Linked DNA regions of Macaca mulatta: all the other regions are linked to region 2. A link is a contact called in public Hi-C data. All regions are on one chromosome and are shown on one strand. Each heading gives the region's core, a stretch centred on a gene start, on an enhancer-like site or on the middle of the called end of the contact. The rest is flanking DNA. Distances are from core to core; before and after follow the strand shown.

Region 1 (2,919 bases), core at 107-2,606, 450 kb before region 2:
GGGAGGCTGAGGCAGGAGAATCGCCTGAACCCAGGAGGCAGAGGTTGCAGTGACACAAGATCATGCCATTGCACTCCAGGCTGGACAACAAGAGTGAAACTGCGTCTTAGGGGGGAAAAAGGCTCTTTCTACTTTTTAAACATTCTGCAATAGCTGTGCCGTGAGGTCTCTTAGCAGAGTCGGCGGCACAGGTTCTGGTGGAAGTGCGGCATGAGTGATCCACTGAATTCCCCCCTTGCCAGTCACTGACATATTTCCTGGGCCCAGAGTAGCTCCCTGTTCCCCCTTCTTCCTGCTGCTGCCTGGACAGGACCCCAGGGCCAGGTTCTCCCGTGACTCTCGGGCACCTCAGGGTTAGGTACAACAAGCTCCTCGGCTGTGAACCATGAAGCCGATGTGCCCAGAGCCAGAGCCAGAGCTGATGCTGGTTAATCCCACACCAGCCTGGAGCCAGGGACTTGTCTTTGAGTCCCGAGAAGCCGCCGTTCCCCGGGGTGTCTCCCATTACGCACCTTATCACCGTCGGGGTGACCTCCGCACAGAAGAACACGCTGAGGCTCCCCACTGCATGGGAGGCAAACATGCCCACGATGGAAAACGCGATGGAAAATTTGTCCTTGACGCTGTCACTCATCCCTGGGGGAGGGTCAGAAGGGGATGGTGAGGGAAGAGAGGAAGCCAGGCCAGGGTGGGAGGGAGTCCCAGGGCTGCACGGCACGGCTCCTCCCCAGTGCCCAGCGTGCGGCATGGATGGCTGTGCAGTTCCCTCTGGGAACCAAGCCCCTCAAGGACTAGACGCCCAGAGTCCCCGCAGTAGGTTTTGTGGGGCTCCTGTGAGTCCCTGTGCATCAAGCATGCTGGAGCTCATGGCGGCCTCTATTGGCATTCCTCAGCCGGGAGCCATGCCTGGTGGGAGGGGCAGGCTGGCATGTCCCCGGTGCCACAGCAACATCCCTCTGCCCTGGCCTACGTTTGCTCCAGTCAGGTCTGATGTGCCCAACACGTGGGACAGGGGAGCTGAGTCAGGGTTAAGGAAACAAAAACTCAAGCCACAGAATTTATGGGCCCAGAAGGAGAGTGTTCAACCCCTCAAAGCCCTCGTGAATGGCACCGGAGACCGACCTCGAACCAGGGCCGTGTCTGGCACCGTGCATGGACATGCTGTCAGGGCCATACAGCTGGGGCTCAGCTCAGCTCCCCCAAGGCTGCAGAGAGGGCAAGCGCTCCCCAGGGACACGGGCGAGGGCTGGGGCAGGCCAGGCGGGAGCAGCAGCAGCTTCAAGGTGCAGGGCGGCACTGTGCTGTCCCCAGAGCTGGAGGGCAGCAAGCTTACACGGGTCAAAGGGGGACAGCGGCTTCCCCTGGCAGCACAGACGGCTGGGCCCCAGCACTCCCGGCCTTTCTCCCCCACCCAGATGCTGTCCATAAGACAAAGCAAGCTGGCGCTGGGCCAGGGCCTGTGCTGAGCCTGGTGCCAGGGGAAGGGGTGGGGCATGCGTGCCAAGCAGCACAGAAACAGGGAAGCACCAGTCGCTCTTTCTAGCGGCAAGAGGGAGAATACAAATGTATCCGTATAGTGTCCAACCTACGGCCAACTTCAGCTGCAGTTCTTGGAGGGCAAGGGGGAGAAAGAGAGGAAATGGAAACCACAGGTCCGTGAGTCTTGGAGAAAACGCCCGTTTAGATGTAATACAAGACGAGGAAGCACAGCCCACGCGCTTGGGACTCACCTGAGTCTGGGTGCTGGCTGTACTTTCCAATCACTGGGCCCGCGGACATGATCGCACCCACACAGACAAGGGCAAAGCAGGTGAGGAGAGAGGAGAGAGCACGTTAGGTGTGGAATTAGCCCAGTGTGTTCCCATGTGACTTGGTTCAAGCAAACTCCCTTCTGTTTCTGGGATGGCGCTGGCTGCCAGGGCAGTGGAGTTCATACTGCACTAAACAAAGATCTTTTTGTTAGGAAGACAGGGGTAAGATCCCGCTGACCTCAGAGCCTGGGGAGAAAATGGAACCTTCACAGCGAGACCCTAGCAGGTGCAAAGGGTGAGCTTCCGTGCATATAAAGTTGCCCACGGGTCACTGCAGCCTGCACTCAAGTAGCATCAAGCACTGTGGGGCACCCCTGCTGGCCCCAGCTCTGCTCCTCACAGTTGCCTGGTGTTCACTTGGGGCTCCTGGGCATTCCTGCTCAGGGCCAAAGGGGCATGGCAACACCTGGTGGCCGAGGCATCTGCCACTTCCGTCCCAACTGTGTGAGCAGGGCAGAGGCTCCCCGGAAGGGCAGCTGGGGAACGGGGATGGAGGGAGACAGGCACCACGTGTGTATTCCATTAGCTAAGCCTCCCAGCAGTCTCCCCGCAAGGTACAGATTGCACAGGAACTGTCCAAGCTAGAGAGCCGCTCCTGAGTTGGAAGTGAGCCCTCTCTAACCCAGGCTGCACGACAAGGCCGCTCTGATCTGGGGGTGGTGGACAGCCCTGGCATCTAGTTCTGAGAGCCTGCGTTCATTTTCCTTGTAAAGGCAGGGGAGCTCTGTGGGGTCGATGTTCCCACGTGTCCCGAGCCTGTCCCAGGAGGACCATGCCAGGGCGGGAGAGGAGGTTCAGTGGCCCTGCCTGTTCGTGTCGTGCCCTGGGCCGGCCACGGAGGTGCTGTGGTGGTTTGTCCACACACGGGGGTATCTGTTGGTGAGGAGCTATACAGAGCTTGCTGGAGGGCCAGACGGACTCTCTAGCTTTGCCTTAGATTATTTTTTTTTTGAGACAGAGTCTTGCTCTGTCACCCAGGCTGGAGTGCAGTGGTGCAATCTCAGCTCACTGCAACCTCTGCCTCCCTGGTTCAAGTGATTCTTCTGCCTCAGCCTCCTGAGTAGCTGGGACTACAGGCATGTGCCACCAAGCCCAGCTAATTATTTTT
Region 2 (2,807 bases), core at 220-2,719:
GCGGCATAGGAGGCTGCGGAGGGAACAGGAGGCTGGAGAAGAGCCGGCGAGGCGCGTGGAGGTCGCAGGGACAGATACCTTCTAGCGGGGAAGCCTGCATGCGGGTACGTGTTTCATTCGGGCTCTGGCAGATGAGAAGCATCCGAATGTGGGGGACTTACATGGGGTGTGGAGAACCAAGGGAAGAATACAAACCCCAAACATAAGGGGACGAAAAGCCCGCAATACTGACTCCCCACACACTGGAACTGTTTCTACTCCCTCCGCAGCCCAGGCATGACCTCCTACATTACAAAAAGAGACTCCAAGTCTTAAAAAACGCGTAACAAAGAGAAAAGCACAAGAAGGACATTCTCCCCAGGAAGGGGGACAGAGCCGTGCTGCTTGTGGGATCTCCCTCAACCTATGAATCAGCCCAAACCCAGCAGGCTGCGTGGGAGTGTGGACAGAGGCAAGGGGCCGCCTTGCCCTCCTGGGAGTCACCTCAGGGCTGCCTCCTGTGCCGCCCCTAGTGCCTGAAGGTGGCCCTGGCCAGTGACAACTGTGGGAACTCAGCCATATCTGCAAAGCTTTGCCATGGCCAAGATTATCGCACAGTCCAGGCCCCTGGCCGGACACACAACAAGGCAGGGTGAGCACATGTTCCCCCAAACCTAGTACGTTGTGCGTATCCCGCTGACCTCAAGGGACAGGGCTGTGAAGACAGCTTTAAGGTGTGTGGATAAGAAGGCTGAGGTTGCAGAGGAGGCCTCCCCTCTGACTCCACGGCCAGGCCTGGGGTGTGTTGTCAGCCCCTGCCTCGGCTTCCCTGTGCTCACGGTCCTGGCAACATGAGGCTGGAACAGAGGCCGTGGCACAAAGAGCCCTAGCTGTGGGTGGGAAAGCTACGGGGGCTCACGGAGACAGAGCAGCTCTCTAACTTCATCCCAGGGAATGAAATCTCTTCCCCAGACCAGGGCTGGATGGAAACCCAACGGGGAGCCTTGGGTGTGCTGAAAGGCTCAAGCCAGGCGAGGGGCAGAGCCACAGCCCACCTCAAACAGTGTCCCACAACCTGCCCATCCTCCCCGCCCAGATCACAGGATGACCCTGAGGACATGAGGAAGGAGGGGCACTGGGATGCTCAGGGAAAAGAGAGTCACAGGGCTGAAGCTCCCTGAGGTCCCCACACAACCGCCCAGTGCCTCGGATGACTTCCCAGAAGCTGGGCAATCCCTTCACCAGCTGAGACTGTCACCGGCAGAGTCCCAGAAGCCCCCACTGGCCCCATCTCTATCAGATACAACCATTTTCTGAGTGCAGGGGGGTCTCTGGGCCCCGGCACTGGTGCCCACTTGCCCCTGGGGCCAGACTGGGGGCAGCCTGCCAAGACTCTGCTGAGGGGGCCCTGCCATGGGCCCAGCAGCACTGAGCTCACAGACTCGGGCCAGATGGTCAGCCTCGGGTGCCAGGGAGGACAGCCGTGCAGGGAGGTGAAGCCTCCAGTTCACAAACGGCATCTCTCTGCGCCCTTGGTTGCTGTCAACTCCCCACCCGACAGCGGAGGCCGTATAGTAACAGATCGTCCCTGCAGACACTGGAGCTGGACCATTGTCAACTCCACTGCACTGCCCGAGATTGAGCAGCCAGAGAGAGGCCCGGCAAGCGAGTCAGAACTCCCTCCAAATGCTCCCCTGAGCCCCAGGCGTTTCTTTGTTAGGCTTTCCCGGGATCGTGGAGATTTTCTCGGCCCTCTCTCCCTGTGAACCAGGAGTCCCGGAGCAGGTGGCCGCCTATTCAAGACCTGTCATTCCTGTCCACACACAGCCCGGGGCTGCCGCTAGAGCCACACCCCTGGCCCGGCTTTCTTCTCTCGTGCGTTTCTCCTCAGCTCCAGCCCGCTCACAGTTGAACCTGCCTCCTCAATCTGGCCTCATTCCAGGGTGCCGAGGGCCTCTTGCAGATAGAAAGGGGTCCCCTTGGAAGCACTGGAGACTCAGAGCCTGCACAACTGGTGACGAGAAAGGGTCTCCATCTGTCTTCTCCCCCAAGACAGTGCCTGGCCAGTAACTACCCCTGCCAAGCTAATAGGCCTCTTTCTTTCACCCGTGATTACACCCCGCCTTGTACCTCCACGGTGCCAGCCTGTTGGCATGGGGGACCCACAGGGAATGAGTGAATGAGCTATGTACAGTGGGGTCAGGGCAAGGGACACAAAGGGGCAAAGCAGGTCAGGAAAGCTGTGGCCTTGGCCCCACCGGGACAGCCTCTGCCACCAGCAGTTCATGACCCTGGGAAGGATTCTCGCACCGTCTACCTGAGAGACACACTGGTCAAGGTGGGAGTCTGTTAGCAGGAGCCAGTCCCACAAGCCTGACAGGGACCCCCCACCCCCCGCCCCCCGCCATGCTCAGTCATGGAGCAGGGATTCAGCAGAGGAGGCCCAGGCCACCGGCTGGAGCCCAGGTTCATGCTAGGGTCACAGCCCTGCAGCCCACAGGCCCGGATGTGGGTCTCGGCACATGTGGCCCATCTAGTTCTAGTTTCAATCTGCTGCTGTGGAGGGCTAGCAAATGGGTGGGGCAAGACCCGGGCCATCCCCAGGCTATCTCATTCCTGGGCCCACAGGGAGACTCTGCAGCCAGAGCTGCCTCTGTGGGGCTCTCAAGCGGGATGTTTTACACTCATCATCTGTGGTCTTCAACACAGCCCATGCTGAGACAGCAGAATGGCCCCGCGAAGGTAAGAGAAGTCAGGAAAGTTTAAATAACTTTCTGAGCTCAGTAGCAGCCTGGATTTGGCTATGTCAGGAAACAGAGGCCAGGCTG
Region 3 (2,989 bases), core at 392-2,891, 270 kb before region 2:
AATGTGAATTATTTATTTTAGACACAAGGAGCAAAACTACAAATGTCTTGATATCTCCTATATGTTAAGAATAAAAGTATAGCTGTCTAGGGCATTGAGTGTCCACCATTGCCCACTCTGTGTTTAGGCCCTCACACTTGTCTTACAACTCCCTTCTGCTACATTTCACACCATGCAATACCTCTGCAAGGGAGCTTTAGCTACACGACTCAGAGGACAAGGTGCATGTTTCAGCTAAAGCACACCCCGTTCTCTGTGCCTCAGCCCAAAGCAGCTGCTGTGTAAGAGCGGTAACAGCCCAGGAACACCCAAATGACATATTCTCCACGTCCTTCCTATACTGTAGTGATGTTTACTGAAGTGCTGAGAAAACACTGGAGGAGACACTGAGGCAGTAAAGTCTAAAGTCAGATATCTTTGCGGGAGGACTGAGCACGGGTGCGGGTTGGAGATTTGCAGGAGTCTTTGCTTCTCTGGCTCTCCAGTTCTTTAGTGGGCTTTACCTCTGTCAAAATCAAGTGCGAGATGGGAGACTATTGCTTTGTGGGAGACGCAGGGACAACTAACCGGGCAGAACAGGGCCGTGGTCCCGGCTCCCCCAGCAGACCTTGAACGACGCCAGTCCGACTCCTCCAGAGCAGGCTGGTGACAGGTCAGCTGCCTCGCCCCGAGGGTGGGGGAAGGGCGCGCTTTCCATCCGCGTACTGGGACAGGAGTTTGGGTGCAAACTAGTAAAGGCTATGGCGCTCCCTTTATGCCCAAGTAAAGGGATGTGGTTTGGGGGACGGAAGGAGATTAAGCCAGTGCGGAACGCCGTACACACACTCTAGCACCACCACTTTGGGGACTTCGGGTCTCCAGCTGGCTCGGGCTTGGACCTCGATTTGCATGGAGAGGGTCGGAGGGACTGGGCGGCCGCGGCCCTTACCTTGCTGACCACGTTCTGGACCAGGCCGGCGCGGATGCCATAGTCCCACGCGTGGCAGTTACAGTTGGAGGCGTTGTCCCCCTTGTCCGGAGGGGATGGCAGGGGTGGTGTGTCGCCTCCGTCCGCGCCACTGCTGTTGCTCCGATTGCCGGCAGCCTCCCAGGGGGCAGTGGAGAAGGGGGTGGTGGGGAGGCTGGTCCAGTTGCCCATGTCCCCCCCCCGGCCTGTGGTGGTGACCCCCGCCAGCTCGGTGCCTTTGCCGGCCCCGCGGCACCAGAAGTTGGGCTGGTCCAGGAGGAACGAGTCCGAGAACTGGCTGAAGCCGATGAACAGCGCCGGGATCCAGGTGAGCAGCACGAGGGTCTTCTGATAGCCCCCGCCCAGGCCCCCGAGGAAGGGCAGCACCGACCCGTCATAGTCCAGCAACAAGAGGCTCGGGGCCGCAGCAGCCGAGCAGCAGCTCGAGTGCGGGCCGCCTCCAGGATGCAGTGGAGGCAGCGGCTGGATCTCCGCGCCGCCGCCGGGGCCCGCGCGTCCCCCGAGGGGCGTCGAGGCCGCCGCGTCCCCGGGCGGCAGGGAGCCGTTCTCCTCGGCCGGGGCCGGCTGCCGCCCGGGCCCGCCGCCTGCAGCCTCGCGCCGCCGGTCTATGGCCATGGCCCGGGCCCGCGGCTCCCGCAGAGGCGCATAGAGCGCGGCGGAGGCTCCGCGGGCGCCCCGGGCACAGCGCGCCGGGCCAGGCGCCTGCAGCCGCTGCCGCCGAGGAGGGCCCACGGCTCAAGAGAGAGCGCTCGGCGGCTCCGGGTGCGTCAGGCCGCCCCCATGTCACCCGCCGGACCCCGCGCCCCGGGCGCTGTGGCCCCGCTCGGGCGCCGGGCAGAGGCGGGCAGAGGCCGGCCGGGCCCTCAGCCGCCGCAGCTCATCGGCTCCGCGGCCCGGGCGCCGGCTGCCGAGCCCGCCGCTCTCCGCTGCTCCGCGCCGGCCGCGGCAGGAGGAGGAGCCGGCGCCGCGCCCGGCCCGCGCCCTTGCCAGCGGTTCAGGGCCCTGCGGGCGGCGGTGCGGGCGGCGGTGCGGGCAACTGCTGCTGCTCCCGGGGTGGCCGCGCTGTATTTCTCCGACTCCGAGCGCCTCCCGGAAGCCGCGAGCTTGGGACCCAGCCTGCCGAGCCGGCCGCGCTCTCGGGCTCCTGGAGCCGGCCCCGCTCCTTCTCCTCCTTCTCCTCCTCCTCCCCTCCTCCCTGCCCCCCGGCCCGCCCCCTCTCCCCCCGCCGAGGTGGAGGTAACCGCGGCACCTGCTGCGCTCGGCTCCTGCGCGCGAGCGCCCCCTCCAGCCCGGACGCTCCGCCGCCGCCCGGGATCCACAGGAGGGGGGGCGGGGGAAACGGGACACCCCGGGCCCGCCTGGCTGGAGGATCCCCTGCCCGTGCCCGTTTCGCGCCGGGCGGGGCGGGGGAGGAGGAGGCGGGCGTAGCAGGGGGCGCCGGCCGGCAAGGGGTCCGGGCGAAGTCGGCATGCGCTGAGAACGTGTGGGCCGGGTCTTCTGTGAGGCTGGGTTCCCGCAGCCGCGCGGGCCCCCCACCCACTCCGCGCGCGCCAGTCTCCGTGACCTCTGTCTCCTCAGAGGTGCCCGGCCGTCCCGCTGCCCGCGCCCCGCTCCCAGTCTCAAGCCCGAGGGTCTTCAGCCTTCGGGAACAACCCTCTGCGCTTTTTCCAGGAGCGAATAAGGTTGATTTTTGTGTCCGTGGAGCAGGGTCAAGGAGGCGCCTTTGCCAGTTTCAGGTCGCCAGTCCCCCGCAGTGTCTGGCCACCTGCGACTTGCCGCACCCACTCCCAAATCGCCATTTCTTCCCCCACTCCTAAGTGAATGCGATGTAAGCACGATGCTGGGATAGATCTCCAACACGAGTTATAATACACACGGTATGAACGTGATGGCATTCCCCACCCCCTCCCTAAGATCTTGTATTCACGTTTGGAACGCCGTGTGCACAGGCGCACACATCTAGACTCTCATAGAAGACAAACATCTCCTTCCTCTCCTGCTCCAGCGCCAACCTTGCCCAGC

Evidence for each region. Hi-C and Micro-C count contacts between places; a contact is called where the count stands out from the background.
Region 1: a Hi-C map of fetal cortex germinal zone shows a contact between it and region 2, with 13 times the contacts expected there. The contact joins two enhancer-like sites. A contact is called at or near these places in 8 of 14 Hi-C or Micro-C datasets (CD4 T cells, blood, fetal cortex germinal zone and 4 more).
Region 3: a contact with region 2 is called in a Hi-C map of fetal cortical plate, with 3 times the contacts expected there. The contact joins the promoter of SLC22A23 here to the enhancer-like site in region 2. A contact is called at or near these places in 4 of 14 Hi-C or Micro-C datasets (fetal cortex germinal zone, fetal cortical plate, fibroblasts and 1 more).

What each region holds. Positions count from the first base shown.
Region 1 is chr4:179,986,703-179,989,621 of T2T-MMU8v2.0, reverse strand. It overlaps SLC22A23 (solute carrier family 22 member 23), which reads right to left. Exons shown (of 10, transcript XM_001093713.5): 8 at 1,731-1,763; 9 at 513-636. Among named protein-coding and RNA genes, the nearest start is that of PSMG4, 28 kb to the left of the region's middle. Within about 2 kb of position 1,356, at least 15 of the 40 cell types and tissues checked have an H3K27ac peak or open chromatin away from gene starts, as enhancers often do.
Region 2 is chr4:179,536,018-179,538,824 of T2T-MMU8v2.0, reverse strand. The region is part of intron 4 of PXDC1 (PX domain containing 1); the gene reads right to left. Among named protein-coding and RNA genes, the nearest start is that of PXDC1, 27 kb to the right of the region's middle. Within about 2 kb of position 1,469, at least 6 of the 40 cell types and tissues checked have an H3K27ac peak or open chromatin away from gene starts, as enhancers often do. A contact at or near this core is called in fetal cortical plate, where this site is marked.
Region 3 is chr4:179,810,844-179,813,832 of T2T-MMU8v2.0, reverse strand. It overlaps SLC22A23 (solute carrier family 22 member 23), which reads right to left and starts at 1,641. Exons shown (of 10, transcript XM_001093713.5): 1 at 929-1,641. The coding sequence starts at 1,582.